Linked DNA regions of Mus musculus: region 2 is linked to region 1. The links are chromatin contacts, called in public promoter capture Hi-C maps. All regions are on one chromosome and are shown on one strand. The core of a region is the stretch at or near the end of the contact, and the rest is flanking DNA. Distances in the headings are between cores, read along the strand shown. Region 1 holds the start of Cwc22 (CWC22 spliceosome-associated protein). Region 2 holds the start of Hsd17b12 (hydroxysteroid (17-beta) dehydrogenase 12).

Region 1 (7,394 bases), core at 3,174-5,673:
TATTTAGGATTATCCCCTACTTTCCAAATGTCCTTAGACATTTCTAAAACAGAAACCTTTGTCTCTAGATCTGTTTCTACAATGTTTCACTTTACAATATATTTTTAACAGAAAATAATTTCTTCAATAGCAGTACTTCTGCTACTGAACAGAACAAAGCCTAAGGAGCCTCCTCCCTGCCACTCTCCTGAGTCATGGAACTTAGATCCTATCTCTGTCTCTTAGCTTACTTTCCTATATAGCCTTGGCTCATGGGTTTGGTGCCTGGGAGTGGGGCTTAATTTTATTCAGTAGCCTGGTGCCTCATTCATCGAGCAAATAGTGTCATTATAGTTTCTCTTGATCTACTGATTTAAACGCAGGTTTCTACCCATTTTCATGATAACAAAGACCAAAGAAAACATTAATTTAAAAAGACCATCATCCTCACCACAATTCGTGCCTTTCAACGAAACACTTTAGTGCTTCTAATCATAAACCCAATATTTCTTCATTTGTTCAAGCTTATTTGTGCAGAAGAGTCTCTTTGAGACTGTAACAACTGAGAAAATACAAAATACAGGACCTCAAAATGATGAGGCTATACCATACAGTCTTTCTGATAAAAACAGCAGCTGTGGATAGGAAGGTAATATTTACATTACACGACACACAAGACATCAAAAGGTGAATGTTCTTAACCTTTAGGTAGAGGAATGTCTAGATGTTGTAGCTATGCTACAAACACACTATTGCTAGGTGTACAAAAAACAGGAGGTACCAATGCCAAGTCCTAAAGGATAAGTAGGAATTCTATCCATACAGAACGAAAAGGGACAGGGGCCCACATACATACAGGCTCAAAGACATTTAAAACTAACAAACAAATGAATGATGACTTCAAGTCATTCCCGTAAAGGAAGCACGTAGAAAATGAACATAAATGATGTGGACCCTAAGAGACTCACGAAGCTAAATCATGAAAGGCCTTCTATGGATACAGCAAATCTCTGAAATTTTCAATCACTGACATAAACACACACACACAGACACACACACAAAGCTAAGATAGTACCAGATACATAACATGTTCAAAATCTAAAAGTTTTGTAAGGGGAAGTGTATTAGTCAGGGTTCTCTAGAGTCACAGAACTTATGGATAATTTCTAAATAGTAAAGGAATTTATTGATGACTTACAGTCGGCAGCCCAATTCCCAACAATGGTTCAGTCGCAGCTGTGAATGGAAGTCCAAGGATCTAGCAGTTACTCAGTCTCACGCAGCAAGCAGGCGAAGGAGCAAGAGCAAGAGCTAGACTCCCTTCTTCCAATGTCCTTATATTGTCTCCAGCAAAAGGTGTAGCCCAGATTAAAGGTGTGTTCCACCACACCTTTAATCCTAAAGGTGTGTTCCACCACACCTTTAATCCCAGATGAAAGGCATAGCCCAGATTAAAGGTGTGTTCCTTAACTCGGAGATTCAATCTTCTGGAATCCATAGCCACTATGGCTCAAGATCTTCAAACCAAGATCCAGATAAGGATCTCCAAGCCTCCAGATAAGGGTCACTGGTGAGCCTTCCAATTCCGGATTGTAGTTCATTCCAAATATTGTCAAGTTGACAACCAGGAATAGCCACTACAGGAAGGTAACTTTAGATTATCTTAGATCCGAAGAGGAGTCAAGTTATTTTGACATCACATAAAGAATATTCCTCTACCCCTTATTCTTGGGGCCACCAAGCTGTCTGTCATTATCTGCATCAAGGCAGCACTAGTAGATGCTGTGTGCCCAAGAGGTAACTGGACCCGAATGTAGCATAGGCCTTCATCTTCACTTCATACTTTGTGTCTGCACTCCACAAGTCAAATCTGGTCCCCAGCTTTGTCAACAAAATCTGCTAACTTGCACAGATTGGTTAGAAATGACCTTTCATATCATTAGAAGTTATGTTTGTATACTTTTTTCTTCTGAGCATATTCTGGTGTAAAGGAAATATTACCATGTAGCCTCTAGACACCAAGCTCGACCACCCATCACAGAAGCTCTGATCTAGAAAGAGCCTCCCCTTGTAAAGTGATTCAGAGCACCCACAGGATAAATTTTCAAGGAGGAAGTATTGAACTTTGCCTGGCTTAAGCCACTACTGAGTTAGGCTCAAAGATAGATTAAAAACAGTTAATTCTGGGTCTCGCTTACTAAGTTATCAATTCTTTAATCATTGAAGCTTTTCCTAAAAAAGGATGCCCCACACTTTCTTTCCTTTCTGTTCACTGGCATTTACTAACATGGCACGATAGGCAAAGGCTTGTTTGAATCCACTCCCCTGCCCATGTGTGCTATCTTTTTAAAAAAAACATTTTAAAAAATGTCTTCAAAGTTTGTGCTGAGGTAAGCATTCAACTGTCTTCTCCCATGTTTACTTGGGAGGTGTAAGAAAAAGTGTTAACAAGCCTGAGAGTTTTCTGAAATCCTTAGTGCTCCATCGGCCTCCCTTGCTCGTAATTGTAGGGAACCTCAAAGTTGGCTCAAGACACTCCAAGAGCGTGTTCTCTGCACAAAGGAGACTTATTTGCCCCAGAAGGACAAAGGGCAAGAAACAGGAGACAAAGACAGGACACTAGGATGAGGGAGAAGGGGAAGGGAACAAGGGAGAGGGTAAAGGGGTATTTGTCCCAAGGGAACAAAGGACTGTCTCTGGATAGAGAGAAGACATACATATAGGAAAATATTAGCGTAGCGGGTAGAGGGGTTAGGCTGAGGTATTTAATTTAAATTGGGCATGTCAATTAGTTGACCCCAGAGAGGTTTTGGATTGTTGGACTTCAATGCTTTGATAGCTGGATCTCTGCAGGTTAGATCAGGGAACAGATCTTGGGGGCTAGCTTGAGGAATGTGATCTAACGGTTTTTAACAAGACACGGGGACTTGGGAAGGAGAGCCTTGTCCACCACATTCAAGCTGGCTAGAGTTCCTGCAGTAATTTCAGACTTACAGAGAAAACAAGGGAAATCTGACAGAAAAACCCTCAAAGACATTAGTTCCAATCTGCTGTATTACCGATAATCACTTCTTTCTGGAACTGGTCTATTTCCAGACTGAGTCTGACTGGGCCAGTCATGAACAAGGTAGGACTCAACTAAAATAACCAGTCTAAACCCGGCTAGCCCACACCTTTAATCCCAGCACTCAGAAAGCAGAGGCAGGCAGAACTCTTTAAATTTGAGGTCAGCCTGCTCTAAGGAGTGAGTTCCAAGACAGTCAAGACTACACAGAGAACAGGAAAAATAAATAAACAAAAGGCAGTTTAAATACAGAGCACAATTAACAGAAAAGGTAGCTCATTTTCACATGTATGGATCTTTTTTGCCTTCATATACATATAGGGACAGTTCAAGTTGCTGGTGCAAGTGGCTATCAGCAAGCAGGTATCCAGTCCCCTGAATCTGATATTATAATTTGTTGTGATCCATCTTGTGGGTGCTTGGATCGAACCTAGATCCCTCTGAAAGAGTGCTTTTAACCACTGGGCAAACTCACCAACGGCTTGCCGGGGCTCAGTTACTGTTTCTATTAATACCTTTCCCCAAATTATTCTTCCGGGGGGCGGGGGGGCGAGTTAAGTGGCTACAATGTATCAAAAAAGTCTTGCATTTAGAGCAGGTCAAACAGCTGGCACAGTGCTGTTTGTACTGTAGGGCCTGCAGCTCGCTAGGGGCAGGAACTGCAAACCCATGTTTGGAAGTTGCAAATAGTAGAGGCTTTTAGAGTTAAGGTTAACTACGTATGCGACCTAAACACAGAAGATGCGAAACATGGATCACTAGGGCTAAACATGACAGGGGTTCAGTCAAGTCAATGAAAACGATCCATAAATGAAAATGTAATAGAATTGGCTACTGGGATAAGCTGGAATGAGGCAAACGCGTTACCAGAATTTATTAATGCCAGCCCCGGGACGCCGACTGGGGACGCGACCCAGGGTGCTCCCAGGAGAGGTGTTCACCGACAACCCAGACCAAGGCCCAGACACGCACGCCCCGCCGCCGGCGCTAGGCCCAGCCGGCTCACACGGCACCTCGCGGGCCGCCGGTGGAGACGGCGCAGCCACATGAGGAAAGCAAGGCCCACCGGGCAAGCGCCCACTCGCAAGTCCCTGCCCTCTCCACGCGACCTAGCAACCCGCCGCCCCCACTCTGGCTCCTAGTCTATCCCGAGTCTTCAGAGTTCCGTAATTACCTAAAGCTCCACCGCGCCGCCATCATACCGGAAGAGCGTCAGTTCCCTTTCCCGGGTGAAAGTAGCGCGAGAAATTAGTGAAAAACTGGTAGTGAATTGGCAGGTATGTGATACGATTAATGATAATGCGGTATAGTAACACCTTGAGTCAAAGCAATCCAGCTAGTAACACTGTCATTCCTTACAAAGAACACGAGAAAAGAACATGTGAGTCCGAGTGAACTACAAAGTCCAGCATGCTCTGGCAGCGCGGACGGAAATGAGTTGTAGTTGGACCGCAGTGCATGACGGGAATTGTAGTTCGTTCGGATAGGAGGTCACACTAGAGACACTTTTGAGAGCTAGGTTTTCGAGGCATGCTTCTTATTCTAACACTACTCATCTTCTAAAGCCATAAAAAGTAGCTCTTAGTAGACACCGTAGCTTTTCTTTCTTTTTTTTTTTTTTCAGTGTAAAAGCTTAACACTAAGATACATACTATGAAACTACCGCAGAGGCTTACTATATAATACCTTGCCTGAAAATAATAAAAAAAGTAGCGATCCCTTTCAGATTTTTGACAGAAGCTTTACCAAAAGTCTGTTTGGGAGAAGAGGGGAAAGTGACAAAATGTTTAGTATCTATTAAGTTCCAAGATTTTAAATTCAAGTGAATGGAAGACTATCTGATTATAAATGATATGTTGTAAGGACAGTGAGAAGTAAATTGGAGGCCCAACATGGTGGTGTCTGCCTTTACTCCAAATATTTTGGAGGCTGAGACTGGCACTGTGTGTTCCAAGACATCCAGAGCTACATAATGAGCCCCTGTCTTGAAAGAGAGAGAGAGAGAGAGAGAGAGAGAGAGAGAGAGAGAGAGGAAGGTGAAAAAAGAAAAGAAGCAAGTTGCCTGGCGTGGTGGCACATGCCTTTAATCCCAGCACTCTGGAGGCAGAGGCAGGTGGATTTCTGAGTTCGAGGCCAGCCTGGTCTACAAAGTGAGTTCCAGGACAGCCAGGGCTATACAGAGAAACCCTGTCTCCGAAAATAAATAAATTAATTAATTAATTAAAAAATTAAAAAAAAAAGAAGCAAGTTGTATTTATGATACTTTCAGGGTTGGAATGTGAAATCTGTAACGAGTTTAGAGCACTGGCCTCAATTATACTGTTTCCTTAGTCTTTGATTTTCAGTGTTACCAAAAGGTAAGTGTTAAAGAGCATGCTAATGTGATTGGAAAGCTCTTCCTAAAACAACATCATCTTTATATTTCAAAGTATTTTGTAAACCAGGCCTGGCTTCTCCAAGAATTTTGTTTATTTTTTAAACAGGGACAAGGTCTCACTATGTAGCCCTGGCTGGCCTGGAACTTACTATGTAGACCAGGCTGGTCTTGAACTCACAGAGATCTGCCTGGCTCTGCTTCCTAGGGGCTGGCATCAAATGCCTGGGGCAGTAAGCTCTGCTTCTTTATTATAATTTTAGGGTGATTGAGCTTTCAGCCTTTTCCTAGAGATAGTATGACTTTGTTAGCGTTTCTCCTGCTATAAAGTGACACCATGACTACAGCAATTGTTATATTCAAACAAACAAACAAATGAACAAACAAACAGCCAATCTAATTGGCTTACAACAGAGGTTTATTCCATTATTGTGATGGTGGAATTCATGGTGGGGAGTTTTATGGCATCTAAGTAGTAGGGGGGCTAGAGAAGGAGTTGAGAATTCTATATCTAGATCCACAGACAGCAGGAGAAGACGTTCAAACACTGGCCAGGCGTGGGCATCTGAGAAGCCCACCTCAGTGACACACTTCCTTCCACTGCACCAAGTCTACCTCAACAAAGCCACACCTCCTAATTCCTGTGAGTCTATGTGGGCCATTTTTATTCAAACCCCCACAGGGTGTAAACAAAATAAAAATCCTGGGCTAGGCACTTTAATCCCATAATTTAAGAGGCAGACCTGTGTTCAAGTGTTCAAGGCCAGCCTGATCTATATAGTCAGTTCTCAGCCAGCCAAGGCTACGTAGTGAGCTTTTAATACTAGTACTTGGGAAGCAGAGGCAGATAGCTCTCTAAGAGTTTGAGGCTAGCCTGGTATACAGAGTGAGTTTCAAGCCAGCCAAGGCTACATAGCAAGACCATGTCAAAAGCAGAAAGAAAACAAGGCAAATCAAACCAGCAACAACAATATCAATAAAGCAAAGGGAATAATAAAATTCTAGAGCTGGTCCTCACTGTGTATTAGAGTTTCTAAAAGAGCAGTTTTGATAGAATGAATATATAATAAGAGATGTATCAGGCTGGCTTAAAAGATGTGGTATGAATAATTATCTTAGTTAGGTTTTTATTGCTGTGAAGAGACACTGTGACCATGGCAACTCTTATGAAGGAAAAGATTTATTGGGGCTGGTTTACAGTTTCAGAAGTTTAGTCTGTTATCACAATGGACAGGAAAAATGGTGGCACTTGGGCAGACATGGTGCTAGAGAAGGAGTTGAGAGTTCTACATCTTGATCTGCAGGCACCAAGGAGATTATGTGCCACACTGGGCATAGCTTGAGCATAGGAGATGCCAACAATGACACACTTCCTCCAACTAGGTCATACTTCCTAATAGTGTCACTCCCTATGGACCAAGCATTGATTAGGTCTCTGTGGGCATACCTATTTAAAACACCAAAATAGTCCAAGGACAGCTGCCTCACAGTGGAAGGGGCAAGAATTCTGTTGTTCCTCAGTCCATGAGACTGCAGTCTCTGTATTCCTGTCTGGTGTTGGGAGTCCTGGAAGGCTCCTGGAGAGCTGCTGTTTTTCACTCTGTGTTGGAATCCTCAAGAAGTTGGATTCAATACTGGCAGCAACAGGATAGACCAACCTGCTATTGATGGAGAAGGTGAAGACAAAAAACAGTTTCTCTCCTCCATGTCTTTTTATGTGGGCTGCCCCCAGGAGGTATGGATGAGATTTAGGATGAGTCTTCCTTCTTCAAATGATCTGATTAAGATAATCCCGCAGGAGTGTCCGGGAGCTTTGGTTTTAGTTGATTCTACATATAGAATGTAAGAGTCTTTGATTTGTGAAGAATGATACTCCAGACTCAAATAGTGTGCAACAGGAAAGAGTGTTTATTCTGCAAAGAACCTGCATGCAGGGTTCCACCATACATCAGGATGGAAGACAAAAGTAAGGGCTTT
Region 2 (7,394 bases), core at 1,285-3,784, about 16 Mb after region 1:
ATGCAGGAATGCTCACTTGCTCTTCTTGACTAAGTGTTTTATACAGTCCAGGGTCCAGGGATGGTCCAGCCTACATCAATCCCTAATAGGCAGAATGCCCTCACAGACCTGCCTACAGGCCAATCTGATGAGTGCATTTTCTCAACTTAAATGTCCTCCTCCCAGATGACCCAGGCTTATGCCAAGTTGACAAAAACTGAACCACTACTAATTTCTACAGAATAAACTATTTAACTGTCTATAGAGAAGAAGATAAATTAACATCACGGACTGAAATTAGAGCACCCTAAGAATGCTTCCCACTAGCATGTATTTACAGATCACCCAGGAATGAGCACTCAAGATTGAGACAGCAATCCTGTAAGGGAGAAAACAATGCTGCCTACATATTAGCATTAACCCTACTATCCCAACTCTCCCCAGCTCAATGCCTAACCACAGCTTACCGGGACCCCAGGTGCTGCCTCTGCTAGTCTGTCTTCTACATAGTATGCTACTCCCACCCAACCGCTGCCAAGGAAGAACTCATCTGAATCCTAGTTCTGAAATATCTGAATTTGAAGAGTAAGAAAGTGTTTAAAGATGTAGGTTACATACATATGTTTATGAGTTACAAGTGAGGACTTAGTTTACATTTCCTCGGGGGAGGGGTGCTGTTTTATCTGGGGAGGTGCTATCTGTACCAAAGCATTCATGTGGAGAGAAGTCAGTCTCTCCTCTGTGGATAATCCTGAGCATGGAAATCAGGCTGTCAAGTGTAGGCCAGGTGCCGTTACCTGCTAAGCCATCTTGCTTATCATTTCTTTTGCTTAAGCATTAAAAAAAAAAAAAAAAAAAAAAAAAAAAAAACCAAAACCCCAAACAATTGACCCCAACTATACTTCACTTCCATATGACACCACAGTTCTCTTTCATATCCCAATGTTCTAGGTCAAATTTCTTTTCTAAATCTGCCAGAAATGCTTTCCTAATTTTTACCAGTTTCCCTTTGTCTGGATGGAGCCAAACCTACCTTGAACGTGGCAAACCCTTGACTTTCACTCTGCGTTTTAGACTGTGCAAACAATTTACAATAATAAAGCTAAAGCAACACTGGGCTTTCTTTGCAAGTTTCATTTTATTGGATAACTGATTTCCTATGGGATTACTGTTGCATTGACTTAAAAAAAAATAAAAATAAGCCAACAAACAACTTTTTCCAAGCTGACAACAAAGAAACTGACCAAGTCAATTGTGAAATTATATCATCTGAATCTTAATCACAGCGAGCACTTTTTCCCCCAGGGACTATGAAAAGTGATTTTGGAAAGTTGTATAAAATCACTGTTTGCCCCACATCAAGGAAAGGGGCTCACAAACTCATTTCTACTTGAAATATTTTCTCCTATTATTAGGGTGTTGTCCCAAAAGATTAACTGTCATGTCTTTTCTAAGTCGTTTAAATGTTCTTTAATGAACAGAACAAACCTGAAAAGTAACATGATTTCTGTCCTGTGTTTAGTCCGTAGGCAACCGCACCCCAATATTCTATAAAATGTTTGAGTCGTGAACAGTGAGTTACAAAACACCAGAGAGCCACACATACATCATGATTACATGGGTGTTTGTTTTAAAGCCCTTCTCTCAAAAAATAGAAACAAAGGTGAGAGGGCTGAACTAGGATTTTCTCAACTTCTCTGATACGACCTTCGTTCTCATTTTTAAAATCTGTCAACTGAAAAGAAGAAGGTTCGCGTGTTTTGGTCACTTTTTGTAAAGACATTTTCCGCAAACTCTTGCAAAAAGTACTGAATACGATAGGAAGACTTTGTTTTCCCAGAACAGCGCTTCTTAGTCATTGAAACTCCAGAATAATTTACCAAGATTTCCTCCGACACCGCCTCCACCTCCCCCCTCCCCAAAAGGACTTGTTAAATTACATGAAACAAACCCAATTCAAGTAACTGGAGAATCAAGTTTCCCAAGATCCTAACTTCTGAAATCGTTGTCCCTGCAACCCTTCTTCCTATCTTCACCTATGCTCTCATCCATAGCACAGGGCCAGTTTTCAAGCCAAGTGAAAAACTTTATTTTAAAAAATAAATAAACACTGCAAGGGACACAGCGGACAATGCGCCTGACTCCGGCCGCCTGCCCAGGAGGGCTCCAACAGGACAAGTCCGGGGAGTTAAGAAAGGTCTCCTCCGTGCCCACCAGGCAGCAGCAGGTCAGATCACCCACCCCGCCAGTGCGCTCAGGGTCTGGAGAAGTTTCCGCGCTCCAGAGCGGGCTCGCTGAGCGCGAGCGACAGGGGAACAAGGGCCACAGCGTGGTCGCGGCTTGTGGTTCCACTCACCTGCCCATTCTCCGAGTCGCGGACCGACCAAGGCCTCGTTGCCCACGCACCACACCTGGAAGGCCCTGAAGAGCGAGTACGAGGCTCGCAGGGCCAGGTAGGCAATGGTGCTCGCGCCCACCCAGTACAGGAAGCCGGCCGCCGGGGGAGCGCACTCCATGGCTCGTGACTAGGCCTCACTACTACGGTGAATGGGGAAGGAAAAAAAAAAAAAGAATGAATGGGACGAGGAGGCGGTGCCGCCGTGACGGCGAAGACGCAGCGAATAGACGTGATTTTTTGAACGCTTTAGGTCTAAGACCCGCCTACATAGTCATATCCATGTGTCTATTGGTGACTTCTCTTTCCTGTAAGCGTACTATGTCTCCTATTGGTTAGCCTTCGTTTCGTAGCCCCGCCCACAATCCCCTTCGGCGCGCTCAGAGCCGCATTTCCGTATTAAGACAGTGGCTCGCTCACAAGCCGCTCAACGTTTGGCTCCGCCCACAAGCTTTACCTCGCACCACCGAAGCGCAGGGATCTCTCATTGGCAGAGGCGGCCCTTACGACTGCGGAAGGCTGCGCGCTGATTGGCCAGTGATACCTAACTGGGTTTAGCTCACATTTCAGGAAGGAATGGAACCGGAAAGGGAAGAATATAGTAGAAGTCCGGGAGGAGCTGGAGTAGTGCTTGTGATTACGTCTTAGTAATAACCGCTTTCGGATTGTTAATTCCTCAGACTTTTCAGATGAAGGTTTACGGTTCCCCTTTGTCTGCAGAGCACGCTTTCGCTCCATTTTTTTGAATGACTGCCTTAGCTCCCACAATGAACTTTATACTTGTTCCCAATAATTCGGAATTCCAGAAAACTCTACTGTGTAGTAGCGTTAACAGTTGTAAGATGAATGAAAAGTATCCTACAAGAACAGAGCTTATGGAGCAATTCTGGGAAACTCAAATTTTTTTATTGGACCTGGTCCAGTAAAAACCAAAATCATTTTATTTTTGTTTTGTGGGAGGATATTAAAGAGATATTTGTGTCCTATACTTTTTACTGTAAGACAATCAAAACAATAAAATCAAAACAGGAACCGATTCACCCCCATCAAGGGACTTCATGCTGGGATAAAAGAAAACCTAAAACGTGGGCAAACACTTCCAGAACACCTTACAGGGGAGGCAATGAGGGGCCAGTGGTGAGCTGGCTGGACCACACTTTGACTTGCTTAGATTTATGTTACTCTGGCCCATTCTTAAACCATAACTGCACATCAGAACCTAAAACATGGCTTTGGTGGAAGGTACTGGGTCTCTTTATAACTTTTCCCAAATCTTTTTTTATTCTTTTCTTTTCCTGCTGTTCTGCACTATTAATTTGACTGTTTTAGCTGACTTAGGAAGGACAGGTGACCGAAACTCACTTGTTGATGCACAAGCTGTGGCCCTGACTCTGAAAACAGGCCTTATGCTTGAGCAGCAAATACTTTACCCACCAAGCAATCTCCCCTGCCCTGAAGGGAAGCTTTAAGGGGACACAAAAATCTGATCTCTGGAAGAGCATGGAAGTACTTCAGCGGACAGGGAGACAGACATAAAGTAAACAAATGGAGTCGCTGTTCAGGCTCTACTTAGAGGTCCAGGGGCTCATTCAATATCTCCACTCAAGCTCAATACATTTATTGTTTGTTTTTGTTTTGAGACAGGATGTCAAATATCCTAAGCTGCCTCTACCTCCCAAGGTTTGAGATTCCAGGTATGTGACACCATTTTTTTTTCTTACTTCAGTGCTGGGGATTGAACCCAGAGCTTTACACATGCTAGTCAAGTAGTGTATCAACTGAGCTACATTCTCCACTCAAGCTTAATAAATTTAAAAATAAAACTCCACACCTGCCCTCATATGCCTCTTCTGGTGGCTGGAACAGCAATGCCACTCACAGGCTCCTATGTTTGAAGACTTGGTCAGCAGTTGATAGAACAGTTAGGGAAGGATTAGGAGGTGTGCCCTTGTTGGAGGAGGTGTGTCATTGGGGGTGGGCTTTGAGGTTTCAAAAGTTCATGCCATTCCAACTTAGCATGCTCTCTCTCTCTTCCTCTTGCTTGTGGACTAGATGTGAGCTCTCTGCTGCTTCTCCAGAGTCATTCATGCCTGCCTGCTGCCATGTTCCCTGCCATGTTGTTCATGGACTTGCCCTCTGAAACTGTAAGTAAGTCTCTGATTAAATGCTTTCATTTATAAGTTGCTTTGAACACGTTGTCTCTTCATGGCAATAGAACAGTCACTAAGACACATCTTTACTTTTTCTTCCCCATCTCCTTAGCTGAACCACTCACTACTCATGATTTCTTCGAGATGCAAAACCTGGGGGTTGCCCTTCTTTTCTATTAAATTCTCATAACCAGTTCTACAACAAGGCTTGTTCACTCTGCAAACAAAATATACCATGACAGATTTCTTAGCTCTGTTACTGCCAACTAATGCAAATCTCAAGTGTTTTTATACTAGAATATGGGAAAACGCTTCATTATTAGTCTCTCAGAAGCTGTCTTGGCAAATAACAATTGTTGCTGTAGAATTTCTTTTAAACAATATATAAGAAGCTGGGTATAGTGTTTCATGACTTTAATATCATCATTCTGGAGCCAGAGACATTCAATCTTTGTGAGTTCAAGGCCAGCCTTGTCTATATAGTAATACCTTGTTTGAAAAGAAAGAAAGAAATGAAGGAAGAAAGAAAGAAAGGAAGGAAGGAAGGAAGGAAGGAAGGAAGAAAGAAAGAAAGAAAGAAAGAAAGAAAGAAAGAAAGAAAGAAAGAAAGAAAGAAAGAAAGAAAGAAAGAAAGAAAGGAAGAAAGGAAGGGGGAAAGAAAAGAGAGGAAGGAAGGAAGGAAGGAAGGAAGGAAGGAAGGAAGGAATAGGAGACATAGAGAATCAGACACAACCACATTGGGACTTCAGAATCATTTATTTAAAATATTTAAAGTTGAAAATAGTCTTTAATGTAAGCAACATGAATTAACAGCATTTCATTGTAATAGTACATAAAGATTTCCATTGAAGTTCTTTGGCAGTTTTTCTACATTTTGGTACAAATTTCTACAAATCCACATTCAATTTGCACAGCAAAACCAGGAGTACTAAACTGTATAAAAGAAATTTTCATAATTAGGGAACTCTATAGAAGTTGGATGTTTTTAAGAATACTATCATAGCTTAACAATTGAGACAAGGGTCCAAGTCTTCATTACCTGTTCTTAACAGCTCTGCCATCCACTGCACTATCTGATCTTCAGCTGAATATAGTTCAGCACGTTGAGTTTGGTTGTTGCTTTCGGCAGGATCTCATGTGCCCTAGGCTGACCCTGAACCCCTTATACCTGAGCTTCTGGTGCTCTGCCTCCAGCTCCTGAGTGCTTGAATCCCACGTGTGTACCAGTTCCTTCTGTGCTGGGGAAGCACTCTGCCAACCAGGTGGACACAGGGAGCTTTGGTTCGATTCTCACATCCAGTTGTCAAATCCTGGGTTGAGAAAAAAAAAAAAAGTTCTGTGATGAACAAACTAATTTAAAACAAATACTACTTTTAGCATTAGGTTAATTAGAAGTTAATATTTGGCTTCCTTAAGCAGAAACGCATTACCATAAGAATATTGTATGTGTTCACGTCAAGTGTTTTCCTGTGCGTCACTGCATTCAGACACATCAGCCCCACTCATGTCACAAAGAAGCCAGCTCTTTAGTAAGCACTTTTTTGCAAGGACCCCTAAACGCCATGGTCTAGCTCGAGAAACACATCATCTTGAGAGCTCACCTGAAGGTCCAGCAGGGATGGGCAGCTGTTCACAGGCCTTTGACTAGAGTCAGACCTACTTAGCCTGCCCTTTTCTGACAGGAAACAGAGGAGGAGTGTATCTATCTGGGAGAGACAGAAGGTGGGGGGGGGGGGTCTGGGAGGAAAGGAGGGAGAGGAAACCTCCAGTCACTATGTAATGTATGAGAGAAGACTAAAAAAGTCAGACCTCCTTTATCAGAGCAACTCATGCTCTTCCATCATGCCCACAACTTCTGGAGGGAAGGAGAAGAAAGCATTAGCCTGGCCAACGAGATCAGCGGAATCCACCCCGGCACTCACTGGGTGACATGTCACAGCCAGATCCCACAAGCCATTCTGCACCTAAGAACTTCAGGGCTCTTTCTGCTCAAACAGAACTTGAGCTCAATTCATGGCCACTTCTATAAACATGGTCTTCAAATAAAACTGAGATCAGCCCATTTGATACAACTTTAAAGATAGTGAGACGGCTCAGTGGGTAAAGATGCTTGGTACTGAGCCTGATGCCCTCAGATTCCCTCAGACCCACATGATGGCAAGAACCAACTCCTAAGGCCACCCTCTGACCTACACACACACACACACACACACACACACAAATAAATAAGTATAATAAATAAATAAAAATACAGCTTTAATAGCTCCCTTATTTTTTCAATTCACACGCTCATAAAGACTTAAATAGAACAGAAAAGTGTGCCAAGCCATTTACCACCTCTCCTGATTGGTAGCTGACGTGTCTTGACATACCAGTTTGCCCCAGTAATCACTTTACTGTATTGTATCACCAGATTTAGTAATCACTCCAGCTATCTTAAAAAAAAAAAAATCAGTGCCACAGTTAAACCAGCTGCAACTAGGTGAAGGGGAAGCAAACAGTGACGCTTTAGCCAGACCAACCCTGCAAATATTAGGACGGTTCCACAAGCAAGCACAAAAATTACAGAGGAATGTGCATTCTTTGCTTTCCTTCACCTAAATGCTCGTGTTCACAATGGACTCCGTGTCTGCTGATGGATTATTTTGCCCTCCCAAAGAATCTTGTTAATTTGATTTCTATTGCTTTTGTCTCCTTCTTTTTTTTCCTCTCTCTCTCTCTCTCTATTTTCTTGGTAAATATATTTGATGCATACAAAAAGATTGAAAAATATCAACTAGTTATACATGGGCATGGTGGTGTTTGCACAGCACTTAGGAGGTTGAGACAGAGGGGTCGAGAGTTCGAGGTCAGCTTGAGTTAGATAATGG

The links. Promoter capture Hi-C pulls out the DNA fragments that hold promoters and counts their contacts.
Region 2: a promoter capture Hi-C map of pre-B cells shows a contact between it and region 1, with 5 times the contacts expected there. The contact joins the promoter of Hsd17b12 here to the promoter of Cwc22 in region 1. A contact is called at or near these places in 2 of 39 promoter capture datasets (cranial neural crest and pre-B cells) and 1 of 484 Hi-C or Micro-C datasets (pre-B cells).

What each region holds. Positions count from the first base shown.
Region 1 is chr2:77,941,933-77,949,326 of GRCm38.p6, forward strand. It overlaps Cwc22 (CWC22 spliceosome-associated protein), which reads right to left and starts at 4,424. Exons shown (of 20, transcript NM_001362658.1): 1 at 4,218-4,424.
Region 2 is chr2:94,155,375-94,162,768 of GRCm38.p6, forward strand. Hsd17b12 (hydroxysteroid (17-beta) dehydrogenase 12) reads right to left here and starts at 2,535. Exons shown (of 11, transcript NM_019657.4): 1 at 2,336-2,535. The coding sequence starts at 2,495. Gm39885 (a long non-coding RNA gene) reads left to right here and starts at 2,790. Exons shown (of 3, transcript XR_866573.3): 1 at 2,790-4,068; 2 at 4,427-4,518. It overlaps Mir670hg (a long non-coding RNA gene), which reads right to left. Exons shown (of 8, transcript XR_003953878.1): 8 at 5,262-5,834.